Regions from separate parts of the Mus musculus genome. Here all the other regions are linked to region 1. A link is a contact called in public ChIA-PET, HiChIP or PLAC-seq, Micro-C and promoter capture Hi-C data. All regions are on one chromosome and are shown on one strand. The core of a region is the stretch at or near the end of the contact, and the rest is flanking DNA. Distances in the headings are between cores, read along the strand shown. Region 1 holds the start of Sox21 (SRY (sex determining region Y)-box 21). Region 2 overlaps Uggt2 (UDP-glucose glycoprotein glucosyltransferase 2). Region 3 overlaps Dzip1 (DAZ interacting protein 1). Region 4 holds the start of Cldn10 (claudin 10). Region 5 has its middle 6.2 kb from the start of Gm41248.

Region 1 (2,817 bases), core at 129-2,628:
AGTAATTTTGTAGTTTATCATCATGAAACAGTGTATTTAATATCCTAGTCTATGTAATTACACTTGCCAGAGTCTTAGCATCGCACCACCCAGAGTCTGAATGACAGTGTCTACAAAAGTGAGGTAAAGAATTATGATTCTAGAGGAATCAGTTCAATTGTTTTAGCAACAGGAGAGCAAAAACAATACAAAATAAGCATTTACAAACATGACAGCTAAGGAAAACAGAAACCCACTTAACATGCCACTGCTGACTGGCATGTCTGTTATCACAACAAACATTTCAAAAGCCATCGCCTTCTTCAATTTAAATGAGCAACAAAACAAGCCCAATTCTTAAATAAATAGGAGTGCAAACCAATTCATGTTAATGCCCTGATTACAAATCAATGGTTCAAAGGTCCCGTGTGTGTACAAACTGGACATAAATTGCAAAAAGACATTTTAAAAAAAGCTAACCGTGTATACGAATGTGTTACTTGCAAACAGCCAAAGGAAGACAAGTAATCTGCCTGAAACACAAAGTCCCTGAGGAGGGGGGTTCCCCAGGAATATTCGGGGGTGCTATTTGATTTTTGATTGTGTATAGCGTCAATTATAATAGCTCTAACTACCAAGCAAGAAAACTGGCTCAACAGCATAAAAACTGTCAGAGTAGAACATTTTTAAAATTTTTATTTAGAGAAATGATTTATGCTTTTGATTTGAAGCAGCTTTGCCCTATCGTTGAGAGACTGCAAACGTTAAAGAAACAACACAGAGATAGCTCTGACGACCAGAATTAAAAGAAGGCAAAACAAGACAGAAGACAACTGTTTAAAAAAGCTGTGTATTCAGAAGGGGATGCGGGCTCAACCTAGGCTCATTCCTTTTCCAAAGGCTTGCCAAAAATGTTCTGTCCATCCTGGGCTACTTTCCACTCCACTACCTCTGAGTGCAACCATGAGGCAAGAAACTGCCGGAGGCGTCTGTTGCGAGTCACACCTGGCCCTCCAAGGAAAATGAGTACTTTCTTGCCATTCGGAACAGTCTCAAACACTTTCAAAGACTCTTCCCCCACTCCCACCCCCAGGCTCAACCCTCTTCCTCGCCAGTTTCTGAAGCTCTTTTCCTCTGGTGTACCGCTTTCATCCTCCCGGAAGAGCAGCCAGCAGAGCACCAGCAGCGCTGGGCAGAACAGGGGAGCCGCCGGCGACACCAAGCTCCAAACAGTGCGCAGACTCCGCGGCGCGCGGCGGACACTCCACTCGCCTAAACCTGCACTCAAAGTGAAAAAAGAGTAGGAGGAGGAGTGTTGGGAGGGGGGACGGGAGGAGGCTCCGCTGGTCCCTCCTCCCTCCTGGACTCCCCGGCTCCTCCTCCGCACTCCCAGGATATACACACACACTCACACACGGCCGCGGCTGGACATGCACACCCAGCGCCCGCTGCCGGCGCCAACACTCGCAGGTGGCGACACTCACCTGAGCCGGGCTGCAGTCGCCTCGGAAGCGGCGGAGCGAAAGCCTGGGCCCGGAGCTGGGAAAGCAGGAGCAGCCCCAGAGCAGACCTGCGATCTGAGGTGATATAGCACGTTTTCTTTAATCCCCGTCCTCCTCCAGGACCTGGATCCCTGCATCCTTCCAGCCTGCGGCGCCCGGAGTAGCCGGGACCCAGGGGCTCGCGGGCGCGGCACCCACGCGGGCGCACGCTCGGAGGCGCGCTCACCGAGAGGGGCGCGGCTGAGCCCGGGCCGGAAACTTGGGAGAAGTTAGTTGCAAGTGTCTGGCTGCTGCGACCGGAGCTGGGAGAAGGCGCCCGGGCCTGGCCGGCCGCGCCGCACCGAGCAGCCCTCCGCTTCTGGAGTGCTCCGGGAGCCCGAGACCTTCAGTGCGCCCGGGGAAGCTGGGAGCCAGCGGAGCAAGCATGGCCCCGGGGACAGCCTGCAGCAGCGAGTCGGAGAACCCGGACAGTCTCCACTGAGGCCCGGCGACTCAGGCTAACTCAAAACCTCAGCCCGCCTCCTTCCTCTCCTCTCCTGTGCCAAAGCCCGGCAGCAAGATTCTCCAGGCAGGTGCCCGGGGACAGCGTCAGCCCTCAGCAGAACTACAGGATTGGGGGTTCCATCAGCGCGCCCTGACCCCGACACAGAAGACGGGCCGCTGCAGTGTTTGTGTTTCTGTCCGCCGCCCTGCTCTGCGCGCCCCGACCCTACCCCTCCTCTTCCTCTTCGCGGCCACCCCTCCCCCACTCCCATCTGCTTCTGTCAAATGAGAAAGTCACCGGGGAGAACCCAAACACTCCAGCCGCCGAGAGCCCCCTTTGGCACTTGGCAGCACGCGGCGGCGGGCTTCTCGGCTCAACTTGGTGGATCCTCCGCCGCTCAACTTTCGGGGCTGCTTGGCTTTTAAGGCGCTGAAGACAGAGGAGAGGGGAGAGCAGAACCAGGCAGCGGCCACCTGCAGGGAGTTGGCGAGCCAAAGCAACGGGACAGAGGACAAAAAAGCAGAGGGCAGAGTGACACCGCGGAGTGGGGACACCGAGGAGAAGTTTCAGGGTCCCGGAGAGGATTTTTTCTTAGAGCTCGACCAGACAGACCAAAGCGGTCCGGGACGCAGCGCCCCGACCCAGGGCTGGTCGTCTGGTCCTCTCTTCCCGCGCGGGAACGACGCGGGGACGCACGGCCGCCCGCTGAGCCGGTTCCCTCTGGCAGCCAACATTGATTTCCTCCGGGCGGAGGCCGAGGGCCCCGGTGGCGGCGGCGGCGGGCTGCAGCCGCGGCACGGCGACAGCATGTCCAAGCCTGTGGACCACGTCAAGCGGCCCATGAACGCCTTC
Region 2 (2,817 bases), core at 193-2,692, 770 kb before region 1:
TTAGAATAGTTTTAATTAATGTTAGAAATGCGTTGAATTTAACAAGATAATGAGAAAAAATATATATTGTAAATTTTCCTTTCCCATGAAGGAATATCATATTTGGAAAAAGAACGAAGTCAGTGGAGAAGAAGAAGATGGTATTCAGAATTTAAAGAATATTTTTAAGAGTTTATATAAAGGACCACAAAGAATGCCTCAGAGATATTTCAGTTCTGATCCTGGTGCTTTAGAGAGCACTTTCAGGGGCGCGCCTCTCTCCTTCACTGAAAGGCCTGGGTAAAGCAACCACATGGCAGAGTCCCAGAATGCACCAGTCCCTTCTCTTCTGAAAGCCTTGTATTGATCACACAGTGGCTCTGTGATATTTGCACCCTTACATCCTTATGCACTGCCTATTGTCACAGCCATAATGTCTGAAGGTGTTTTAGTTTACCTCTACATATTTCACAATGTGTATTCATAAGTCATCATTTAAAGGCCTCTGAATATAAGTTACCCTGTATTTGTCTCCATGTCCTTTGACTTAGGATTATGATGCTTTCTGTTCTGCGGAACACCGAAACTCCCGTGAAGTTCTGGTTTCTGAAGAATTACCTCTCGCCAACATTTAAAGTAAGCACATGGCTATTTTACAATGTGGCTAAAGCTTGATACTAATTTCTTTGTTACCATTGTAATCTCTGAAAACATTTCCCTTTTCAATGTGAGGTTTTTAAATGTGTATTTGCCAAATAGGGCATGGGAGTGGAAAACACATGGACTGAGATGACACAATACAGGATCCGTCCTAGCAGATGCTATCACTAATTAGAAAAACCATTCTCTGGATAAAAACCTTGCAGCACTTCATGGCAAAAGTAATGCCTCTTCAAAACGGGGTTTTCCTTTCTGGTTTGCTTTTTCTCTCTGTTTCTTCTTCGTACGGTGCTTTCGTGCATAACATAAACACTGGTGAGTGCGCAGGTGTAAGCCTGTAGCTTTGCTCTGTTCACAGTAGCCAGGCCCTCCCTCCAGCCAGAAGGTCATTGGCCTAACTACCTGTCTGTCTCAGTTCCTGAGGAGTCTGTTTGGGGAAGCAAGGCAGCAAGCAGTGGGCGTGAGCTGGAGCAGGAGGCTGAGCCACAAGCTTGAAGCAGTCTTTCAACACTCTCAAAGCCCGCCTCCAGTGACGTACTTCCTCCAACAGACACGTCTGCTGCCGCTCCCTCCCCTTCCTCCTTCACACACTCCCTTTCAGCTTGGGAACAAGTTTATTAGAATAGTATTTAAGCAGTTTTCAGTTTCTTTATAATGATTTATAGTAAGCTTCTTCTAAAATGTATTGTTTGATTTGTTATATGTGTCTAGGAGGTAATTCCTCACATGGCTAAGGAATATGGATTCCAGTATGAGCTTGTGCAGTATAAGTGGCCCCACTGGCTTCATCAACAGACTGACAAGCAGCGAATCATTTGGGGTTACAAAATCCTTTTCCTTGATGTCCTTTTCCCACTGGCTGTGGACAAAGTCATATTTGTTGATGCTGACCAGGTAACAAGAGCGATTACTTTTTACTAAAGCTTGCTTTGCATCTAACTGAACATGAACATGAGGATTTGCATTGCTCATTGATTGTCACTGTTAGTTTTTAGACATACACGACACGACATTTTTTATATCCACTAAGAACCTGGAGTTTAAAAACACACTAGCAGAGCGTGCGCAGACGGGAAAGTGTGACAAGAAGTACCGTCTGCGTACAACATGGCAGTTCCTATCTGAAACAGCCATTATTATTATTGTATAATTTGGCAAGTAAAACTAAGACATGTGTACATTATTCGTTATAAAAACAGTTCCATGCACCTGCGCGGGTACGCACGGGTTCCGCGCACCTGCGCGGGCACGCACGGGTTCCGCGCACCTGCGCGGGCACGCACGGGTTCCGCGCACCTGCGCGGGCACGCACGGGTTCCGCGCACCTGCGCGGGCACGCACGGGTTCCGCGCACCTGCGCGGGTATGCACAGGTTCCATGCACCTGCGTGGGTATGCACGGGTTCCGCGCACCTGCGCGGGTATGCACGGGTTTTCCTCTAGCTGCTGACTTGCTGGGAAGGTTAGCGGTGAGTGGTGAGTGTGGCCCTTCTCTCCTGCGTCCACCATCAACAGTGAAACCATCAAGTTTCCATCTGTCCATGACTTACTTAGGAAAGGCTCTAAATTTAGCTGGAGATAATGAAAAGCCACCTTCATTTCCAAATCTGTATGTATAGAATTATTAGCTCATTTCAGGATATTTGTCATCAGTAATCATGAAAATATTTGACAAGTGTACAGAATTTCTAATGCAGGAATACTTAAGTGTTCGTGTATATAAAGTGAATTCACAGGATATAAACGACATATCAAGGACAAAGGTGTATTTTCAGGTTTTATATTAGAATTTGCTGATAAGCATGGAGTGGAGATGGGGGCAGCTTTTTTTCTAAGTCCAGCACTGCAGAGAGTGAGGCAGGAGGATGAGGAGCTCAGTGCAGAAGCACGAATGAGGCCACCTGGAAACAAAAGCCAACCGGGAGGAAAAGACGGCAGAGAAGAGAGCAGGGCCCTTGCCTGGGTGAAGTCTAAGCCACTGCCGTCTGAGCTCTGAGGCCAGAGACTATTTATCACCTCATTGTAGAACAGCAGGGGACTAAATGCAAAAATTTATTGCTGGGCTCCTTACTCTGGTGAGTCAGCAGCCAGAAGCCTCTCTGGCTAAGCTGGTTAACTCTTTGTGAACCACAGAGGAAGGAAAGGAAAAGAATTAAGATGCTGGGGCTGGTGAGATGGC
Region 3 (2,817 bases), core at 234-2,733, 660 kb before region 1:
CAAACACGTGACATTCACATGAACACATAAACTTACACATGCACACATGAACACCCATGCACATACACACACAGCACACATGAGCATATGCACACAATGTACACATACAGAACACACACATGCACACACATACATGCACACATTCATGCAATACATACATGCATACACATACATGTATATACATACAAACACACACATCACACACGCATGCACACACATACACATATAGCACACATGAACATATGCGCACACATACACACATTGTACACACATATGAATACCCGTGCACATACACACACAGCATACATAGACATATGCACAGATGTACATACACAGAACATATGAACACACACATGCACACACACACACACTTATACACCTATGCACACAGAACCATGCAGGAACTAAAGTGCTAATTAATCGATATTTAAGAGTTAAGAGGGTAGTAGAAGCAGAGAAAGGCAGAGAGAGGGAGAGAGTAGATAAGTAGAGGCCAGCCATGGTCATGAACACGTGGAGAGAGAGGGGAAGGGAAGAGCCCAAGAGGGCAAGGGGGAAGAAAGAGTAAGAGAGGGAGGAGAGGGCAAGCAGCCACTTTTATAGTGGGTCAGGCCTACATGGTTGTTGCCTGGTAACTATGGGGTGGAGTTTAGACAGAATGCTAACATAACCTGCATGTGCAAGGCCAAGGCCAGGTGCAGCAGCCTCAGGAATAAATGGAAACAAAGTCTGTCCTTAAGGAATTTGCAGTCTACAAAATAACCAAATAGTTGCCATTGTGTTATTACAAGGGAACAGATAGACTATGGTGATATGGGTTGTCAGTCTCTGGCAATTTGAGTCATGGAGGCAAAAATGAATGTGTTGGAATGGCATTCTAGGTAGGGCAGACAATGGGCAGAATATGTAGCAGGCAAACACTGACTATAGTAGTGGCACAGCTAATCACTTAGCTGAGCACAGAGCACACAGAAGAGACTTGAGGGAGATGTTGGTTCTGATTATTCAAGGAGGACTAAGCACAAGACTCCACTTGTCGAGGTGTTTCTGTGGACATGCGTAGCCTTTGGATGTCCTTGATCATGCTGGGCATGAAGGATTGGAGAGCTGGATTATGGAGACAGTGGCTTGGACAGAGTATGTCCAAAGAATCAAGGCTGGAAAGAGCAGCTTGGGCTATTGGTAACTGTGGACCTAACAGTTCTTCCCTAAGAGCTGGCTACTTACAGAAGCAGAAATGATTCAGGCAACAGCTCCACCGAGGGACATGGGTGCATGGGAGCATGCGCGACAGCTCGCTAATGCCTGGAACCTGGAGCACACTCCACGGCCTGCAGGGAACTCATCACATTAGAGTTTTTTCCAAATGACTGTTCTAGACTTCTGGAAAGCTCTGATGGTCTCTGGTCTGGTCTCAGAGGCTTCTTTGTAGCTTGTCTTGTCTGAGAGGGACTCTCAGCTTTTATTGCTTCCTGTGGTAGGAAGGTGTTATGCCCCAGCTCTGCACGAAACCCGTGAGAGCTCAAGAACTGTGGAGGCCCCTGCAATCGTGCATGCGAGCCTTTTATTTTCCAGTCAGACTTGGATCGAAAACCTTCCCACAGTGAGGGACAGGAGTGTGACCTCGAGCGTGGATGGCCTGGTGGATGGCCTGGCACTTATATACAGCATAGTTAGAGATTCTTTGACTGCTTAGGGTGACGGGGGGGAGGCGGGTGAAAGAGTGTCAGGAGGAAAAGTGCTCTGTGGTCTCTGAGCTGCAGGTGGGTGAGCTGTGTATCCTGTAAGCCAGCTTGATGGTTGCCTGTTGCCGGTGCCTCAATCCCGAATGCCGCCACGGCCCCTGCCCCAGCACCTTCCCCATGTGTCTTTCATCCCTTCCCAGGATGGGGCTTGGTTTGATAGAGCTCCTGGCAGATTTCCTTGTGCAGATGGATAAAAGTCATGTCCCTGGTAAAAGTCAACCGGGCATCGTATTTCCCAGTCTCCAACTCATGTCCTGGGTGAGATGGGATAGCTCTCTCCACTTCACCCTACTGTAAGGCCAGGCTCATCTCCAGCCTGTAGCCTCGCCCTGGGGGCTCTCTAAGACAGAGCTGGAGTTTGGGGCCTTGGATATCTGTAAGATTGTGTCTCCGTGTGACTGCTTACCCGCTCTTGCTTCACACTCGAGTTTTACTCGCTCTTTTCATCTTTGCCAGCTTCTCCTAGCCAAAAGTTAAGAGTTCCAGCAGGTGGCCAGGCATAGGTGTGTGCTATGAAGTTCTAATCCGTCCCTCTTGGACGGACGGTCTGGCTTCTACTTGGCTTTATCTCTGCTGTTGTATTTTAAACAGATGGCTCATGGGAAAGAACTTTTTAAGTTGTATCTCATGTGTCAGCGAGAGATTAAGGCATGAGAGGCTTGAGTCCTCGAAATATGTAATTTAAAAATAATTGAAGTTAATAGAGAATACCTAGAAATCGGAGAGTTCCTGAAAAAGTGGCCAGTTGTTGCCGCCTCAGCCAGGCATGGTGGACCATGCTCACAACCCAACCGTGTAGGAGGTGGAAGCAGGATCAAGGTTAAAGGTCACTGCTCACTATAAAGAGAGTTCAAGGCCAGCCTCAGCTATATAAGACCCTATCTTTAAAAATAAATAAATAAATAAATAAACTAAAATAATAAAATCAGAAGTTATTGCCTTAGTATTTCCCAATAGATCTTTGCTATTTAGGCAAAATATATCGGGGGATATGTGCATATAGTAGCTTGTATATACCTATGTATGTCTGTATAAATTATTTGGAAGCAAACAAATGTATTCGTGTAACTCC
Region 4 (2,817 bases), core at 110-2,609, 620 kb before region 1:
AAGCACTGTCTTAGGGGAATCAAGTCTTCTATTTACCCAGCTATGCAAATAAAAATGGCAAGAGGAATAATAAAGAAAAGGAAAACGCCTCACATCTAGAAGTGGAGCAAGCTGCTCTTCTTAAGTTTCTGCCAGAATCCATTTAGTCATTTGCAAAACCCTGGAAGAGCCTAGAACATGAACGAGCATTATACTGTATTGACTATACCCTGGAAACTAAACGGTCAGTTTCCTATGGTAATATCTATCTCCAATATATGTATATATATATATATATCTCCAATATATATATACATATAATATAAAATATATATAAATATAAATATAATATAAAATATATAAATATATAAATTATATAAATTATAAATATAACATCTTCCTATGTTAATATCTATCTCCAATTTATATATATATATATATATATATATATATATATATATATATATATATTCATATACCAAGCGAAGAAGACCCAGAATGCTTGCACAAAGCCTGGAAGAGTGGTCACTCATCCTGTTGATCTCTGCTGTCCAACGTCCCCTGCCCTCTGAGCCACTTCACCCCCACCCCCCGTATGAGCAAGGGCTACTGATTTTCTTGAAACTGAGAAAAAGAATGAAGCTCAAGCCCTCAAGTTTGTAGGAGGGATTTTAAAGGAAAACAGCAACAAACTTCAATATGGTTCTTTTGCCTCTCCTCCGTGCCTGGCTTTTCAAAGACTCAATGAACCCGCTAAAGCGATATCAAGGCGAGCATTCATGGATCTCAGTGGTGTCATTTTAATGAGAATCAGATTTTGGTCGTGGGGTGGCCAGCCTCTGCTGCCCTACACTCAGTCCCAGACAGACGCGGGACCAGCCTTGTGCGCCACAACTACCTGAATTGATCCTACTCGTCACCACCAGGGGTTCCCAGGCTCAGAAGACGCCCCACCGGACACCCATCCGTAGACAGCGGGCATCGCAGACCCTCCCGGGGCAGAGTATAAGACCCAGCCTCCCCCACCCGGGAATCCCACGGCCGGTCCATAAGAGGACGCGCCCGCTTGGAAAGCCAGCAAGGAGCAGGGATGGGGATGGGGTCCCAAAGAGATGCAGACCATCCAACGCCAGCATGGAGGGGAACTCCTTGCAGTTGGCGACACCGGTGGAATCGGTAACGCAGATCTTCCACAGGTTGGCAAAATAAGTGGCTGTGGTGATGACAGTGCCATCGATGGTGGAGACCTTCCAGTAGTCGGTGGGCAGTGTGGAAGACACTAGCACCCAGCCCGAGATGGAGACTACGAAGGCGACGATTTCCAAGGCCGTGCTAGCCATGCTGGGCTGCAGCGGCGCTCTCGCTGGTTCCCGATCCCGCTGCCGCGACCCCCACGCGCCCAGCCCCGAGGCTCCGCCCCCGGTCACCGCCTCCGTCCCGCCCACTGGGCACTTGAGGGCACTGGCGGACCCGCACTCACAGTACTGTCAGGGCACCCAGAGCGCGCGGGGAGGTCTTGGGGTACCTCCTGGGTCCCCCGCCCCCAGCAGCTGGCCCGTCGTCTGCAATCGCAAAGCCCTCAGACCAGCGCTCTCCCCTCTCCCCCCGGGCCCGAGGTTCCCAAATCTCTCACAGAGGAGCCGCGGAAACCGGCTCTTTTATTGGTGCTGTCCAGGGACAACCAGATGTGGATAGCCTGCTGCGCCTCCCACCGAGCCACCCCGACTCAGCCCTACCCGCGGCAAATAGCTTGACTCACTGGGTGCCTTGCAAAAGCAGAACAGAAACAACTTTGGTGTGCCCTGAAAAGAAACGGTATGGTAACGCAGCCTCGCTTTGCTGAATGCAAAAGGCCAGTGAGCAACGCTTGTTTGCGTGACCCTGTTTGGCTTGTGAAGAGGGGCATACTGGGACTGAAACTGGCCTTCCCCTTAAAATTCAGTTCTCTTCGGCCTAGTGGCATGTGGAAAGTATTAATCAGGAAGCTCAGACTTAATTGGGAGGTAGCCGATGAGCCCAGCTCAAGTTCCAGAGAGCCCCGTGAGGGTCTTGGCTAATTAATGCACTAGATATGGGGCTGTCATTTGACTCGTTTTCCCCCCAGAGCAACACACTTTCAGTTTGGGGAGTCTGGTCTGGGAGGGTTCTGAAGCAAGAGAGAGATGTCTATGAATCTTTGCTCAGTTGTGTGTGCGTGTGCGTGTGTGTGTCTGTGAGTGTGGAGACCAGAGAGCAGCCCCTGGTGCCATCTACTTTGTTTAGTGGTCCTTCTCACTGCGACTTGTCTTTCAGATTGGCCTAGGCCCGTGCCGCGAGTCTCAGGGATTCCCTTTCTTTGCCTCCCTCCCCAGCTGTACACCCACCGCGGGTCTGGCCTTTTACAGAGGGGCTGGGGATCCAAACTCAAGCTTTACTGATTGTGTATCTCCCCAGCCCTTCTCGACTTTTGTTTTTATCTTGCTTGTGTGAGTGAGAGAGAGAATTATGAGTGTGTGCATAGTGTTTGTGCATGTGTGTGAGTGTATGCACACAGTAGGTGAGAGTGTGTGGGCGTGTGGGTGCGGCTTGTGTGCGTATCTGTATGCATGCATGTGTGAGAATATGTGTGTGTGCTGTGCGAGTGTGTGTGAGTGTGTGTGTGTGTGTGTGTGTGTGTGTGTGTGTGTGCAGGTCAGAGTTAGACATTAAATATCAACCTTTAGGGCTGTTCACCCTATTTTCTGAGACAGGATCCATCACCAAACTAGGAGCTCACCATTCTAGCAAACTGACTGGCCAGTGAGCTCTGAGGTTGCTGTCACGCTCAGCTTTTACAGAGGTGCTGAGAAGCTGAGTCCA
Region 5 (2,817 bases), core at 141-2,640, 570 kb before region 1:
AGAGGGCCCCTCTCCCTATTCCCGTCCCCTTCTCATCTGAGTTCCCCCCACCCAGCACATCAAGTCACTGCAGAACTAGGTGTGTCCTCTCCCACTGAGGCCAGACAAGGCAGCTCTATTAAAGGAATGGGATCCACAGTCAACAAACCAATGACTTTTAATGAAAAAAAAAAACAAAAAAACAAACCAACTTCATAAACCTTCTTCTGAGGTGTAGATACCACCCATACACAATTCAAATTACCACACCAATATTGCCCTGAGATGATAACCAGACAGACATTGCAGAAAAAGAAAATTATAGATTCATTGACTGTATGCTGCCTTCCTTTGAAAGGCTCCTAATCACCTTTGCTGAAGGATACGAATGCACCTAAACTACACATACATACATAGCAGGCATATACAGTGTGTATAAATGTGCATATACGAGCATAATCTATTCTTCTGACTTCTATGCTTCTATCCTGATTCCAAATTGGAATCTTCCAAAACAACAACAATAACAACAGCAGCAGCAGCAGCCCAGAAACAACGACTCTCTCTTCAGTGATCTACACCCCAAACAAGAAGATTTAATGCATATAGAAGATGCCTAGTAGGCATTTGTCGTAGGAATGGCTGGAAGGGCTGTTCGGCTGCTCATGTGCATGACATCATGAGGCTTGTTAAAGTGCAGCAGGACAGAAAAGAGCAGGAACAGAAGAGTTAGGGGCTCTGTAGGAGTGACGGACAGGTACCCAAGGCAGGAGAGAGCCTCACAGTGGAGTAAGAAAAGAAAGAAAGGAGAGGAGACAAGACAGCAAGTTAGTCTGCCTGGAGTGGCAATGGCAGTGTAGTTTATATTTAAAGGGAGCAGAATTAAACTTTAACCCTCAAGGCAGGTGAGATGGCTCAGTGGGTAAAGGTGCTTACCACACAAGCTGGGTCACGTGAGTCTGATCCCTTGAGCCCAGGATGGGAGAGTGCCCACTCCACAAACCTGCCCTCTGACTTCCATACATGTGCCCTGGCATACACACCCATACAGACATCACCTGCACAACAGAATAATAGCTTTCAAATTTTAAGGATTTGTTTAGTTTTATGTAGTGTCACATGAGTGCAGTACCCACGGAGGCCAGAAGAGGGCGTGAGAATCCCCCCGGAACTGGAGTTAACAGACAGTAGCGAGCCACCATGTGTTGTTGGGAATGGAACCTGGGTCCCCTGCAGAAGAAGCTGGCGTACTGAGCCATCTCCCCCTCCCACCCTCACCCCCAAATAAAAAGAGTAGCCCTCAGTACACACTTTTATTGCTTCGGTTATCACAGTAAATAGAAACCTCTGTCAGCTTGTTTGCACTCATCCCCATTTGGCCCGATGCAATCTTTTCACTGGGCTGGGCAGTCTTTGTTTTTAGGGTCAAACCAGAGGCGTCCTGCTAAGTCATCTTGAAACCAAACTTTGCTTGCTCTGCATGTTGTTTAGTAATTTAATTAAAATCCCAGGAAGCTTTGGATTAGAGGAATCGTCCTTTAAGCAAATCCAGGTTAGTAAGACGCTGTGACCTGTCTGGGACAATTCCCTCATCCAAAACATCCGGAGCATTGCCTGGATTAATTTGCAACTCACTGGGAGATTTTTTTCGGTTCAATCTGCTAGAGATTTTCTGTCTGCTTCTATTTCTCTTTTCAATTCGGGCCAATATGCATTTATTCAACTCCTTTATTGAAAAAACGATACAAGAAGTGTTACTAAGTCCAAAGAATAAAGAAAATGGCAGATAAAATTCAAGAGGAAGACGAGGTGTAATGAGTGAATAAATATGTTCACTCATGAATAAAAATTTATTCATGAATAAATAAATCCACCCATCCAACAAATGAACCCACAGAGCCCTTATTTTTACTAGACACTGGGTTATTATGCAATATAGAGAGGAACACAGATCAGCATTTCTGTTTTTTGGGGGGATTTTGAATTTAATTTATTTTTATATAAAATACCAATTAAACTCTATGAATCCAATTTACATCATCAAACACTTCTAAAAGAAAGAAGCCAAGAACAATCTCTTTGCACCTCAAGAAGATATAGAATGGAGCTGGTGAGGTGGTGCAGCGGGTAAACATATTTGCACCATGCATGGTGACCTAAGATTGATCCTTCGAGATGGTTTTCTGATCTCCACACACATGAACTGTGTACAAGCATGTACACTGGACACACATGAGCTGTGTACAGCATGTGCATTGGAGAACACACACACAATTTATCTGTTTGTTTGTTTTCTTGGGGCAGGATCTCTCTCTCTCTCTCTCTCTCTCTCTCTCTCTCTCTCTCTCTCTCTCTCTCTCTCTCTCTCTGTCTCTCTCTCTCTCTCTGGCCCTGACTGTCCTAGAACTTGCTATGTAGAGCAAACTGGCCTTGAAGCTACAGATATCTGCCTGCCTCTGCCTCCCAAGTGGCAGGATTAAAAGCATGCACCACCATGCCCAGCTAAAGCATTTTTAGAGAGAAGATATGAATTATCTTCTTTGGGAAATGCTAACAAAATCATGCTGCAGTGATGAACACACTTGAACATGTGGTCAGACAGAGTCCTGTGGTCACGACCATTAGGCTGCAGAAAAATAATATTTTAATTAAATTTTCTGTTAGGGGCTATGGGAAACATCCCATGCAGTATGTTAGGTGTGTATTTAGTATGTTAGGTGTGTTTTTCTCTTTGAGCAGTCTGTAAAGTTTTGTAGCTTCAGAGATACTAGTCATTAAAAGTAATTGAAGGTATGGAATGGGAATTCTGTAGGAAAAACGAACATAATTAGAGGTCAG

Evidence for each region. Promoter capture Hi-C pulls out the DNA fragments that hold promoters and counts their contacts. A called contact is a pair of places that touch in the nucleus more often than the background predicts. ChIA-PET counts read pairs in DNA pulled down with a chosen protein or histone mark. HiChIP or PLAC-seq counts read pairs in DNA pulled down with a chosen protein or histone mark.
Region 2: a Micro-C map of embryonic stem cells shows a contact between it and region 1, with 8 times the contacts expected there. The contact joins the enhancer-like site here to the promoter of Sox21 in region 1. A contact is called at or near these places in 1 of 39 promoter capture datasets (stem cell-derived epiblast-like cells), 1 of 484 Hi-C or Micro-C datasets (embryonic stem cells), 1 of 115 datasets of contacts at active chromatin or transcription factors (embryonic stem cells) and 1 of 9 other capture datasets (embryonic stem cells).
Region 3: a contact with region 1 is called in an RNA polymerase II ChIA-PET map of memory CD8 T cells, with 12 read pairs. The contact joins the enhancer-like site here to the promoter of Sox21 in region 1. A contact is called at or near these places in 4 of 39 promoter capture datasets (cranial neural crest, embryonic stem cells, hematopoietic stem and progenitor cells and 1 more), 3 of 115 datasets of contacts at active chromatin or transcription factors (differentiating embryonic stem cells, memory CD8 T cells and stem cell-derived neural progenitor cells) and 2 of 9 other capture datasets (adipose tissue and embryonic stem cells).
Region 4: a promoter capture Hi-C map of embryonic stem cells shows a contact between it and region 1, with 7 times the contacts expected there. The contact joins the promoter of Cldn10 here to the promoter of Sox21 in region 1. A contact is called at or near these places in 4 of 39 promoter capture datasets (cranial neural crest, embryonic stem cells, hippocampal neurons and 1 more), 1 of 484 Hi-C or Micro-C datasets (embryonic stem cells), 10 of 115 datasets of contacts at active chromatin or transcription factors (astrocytes, embryonic forebrain, embryonic hindbrain and 3 more) and 1 of 9 other capture datasets (embryonic stem cells).
Region 5: an H3K4me3 HiChIP or PLAC-seq map of embryonic stem cells shows a contact between it and region 1, with 9 times the contacts expected there. The contact joins the enhancer-like site here to the promoter of Sox21 in region 1. A contact is called at or near these places in 19 of 39 promoter capture datasets (the 3T3-L1 cell line, 3T3-L1-derived adipocytes, the C10 cell line and 11 more), 3 of 15 datasets of contacts at CTCF or cohesin (embryonic stem cells, large pre-B cells and stem cell-derived epiblast-like cells), 4 of 484 Hi-C or Micro-C datasets (the G1E-ER4 cell line, bone marrow-derived macrophages and reprogramming fibroblasts), 15 of 115 datasets of contacts at active chromatin or transcription factors (astrocytes, embryonic forebrain, embryonic midbrain and 6 more) and 3 of 9 other capture datasets (adipose tissue, embryonic stem cells and embryonic tail).

The regions. Positions count from the first base shown.
Region 1 is chr14:118,235,591-118,238,407 of GRCm38.p6, reverse strand. Sox21 (SRY (sex determining region Y)-box 21) reads left to right here and starts at 1,378. Exons shown (of 1, transcript NM_177753.3): 1 at 1,378-2,817. The coding sequence starts at 2,773. Gm4675 (predicted gene 4675) reads right to left here and starts at 2,176. Exons shown (of 3, transcript NR_131969.1): 1 at 1,464-2,176.
Region 2 is chr14:119,005,861-119,008,677 of GRCm38.p6, reverse strand. It overlaps Uggt2 (UDP-glucose glycoprotein glucosyltransferase 2), which reads left to right. Exons shown (of 39, transcript NM_001081252.2): 33 at 531-615; 34 at 1,351-1,533. Among named protein-coding and RNA genes, the nearest start is that of Dnajc3, 69 kb to the right of the region's middle. Within about 2 kb of position 1,442, at least 375 of the 459 cell types and tissues checked have an H3K27ac peak or open chromatin away from gene starts, as enhancers often do. A contact at or near this core is called in embryonic stem cells and stem cell-derived epiblast-like cells, where this site is marked.
Region 3 is chr14:118,891,852-118,894,668 of GRCm38.p6, reverse strand. The region is part of intron 13 of Dzip1 (DAZ interacting protein 1); the gene reads left to right. Among named protein-coding and RNA genes, the nearest start is that of Dzip1, 32 kb to the left of the region's middle. Within about 2 kb of position 1,483, at least 20 of the 459 cell types and tissues checked have an H3K27ac peak or open chromatin away from gene starts, as enhancers often do. A contact at or near this core is called in memory CD8 T cells, where this site is marked.
Region 4 is chr14:118,853,492-118,856,308 of GRCm38.p6, reverse strand. Cldn10 (claudin 10) reads right to left here and starts at 1,359. Exons shown (of 5, transcript NM_021386.4): 1 at 1,100-1,359. The coding sequence starts at 1,319.
Region 5 is chr14:118,802,789-118,805,605 of GRCm38.p6, reverse strand. It overlaps a transcript of Cldn10 not described here. Among named protein-coding and RNA genes, the nearest start is that of Gm41248, 6.2 kb to the left of the region's middle. Within about 2 kb of position 1,390, at least 11 of the 459 cell types and tissues checked have an H3K27ac peak or open chromatin away from gene starts, as enhancers often do. A contact at or near this core is called in embryonic stem cells, where this site is marked.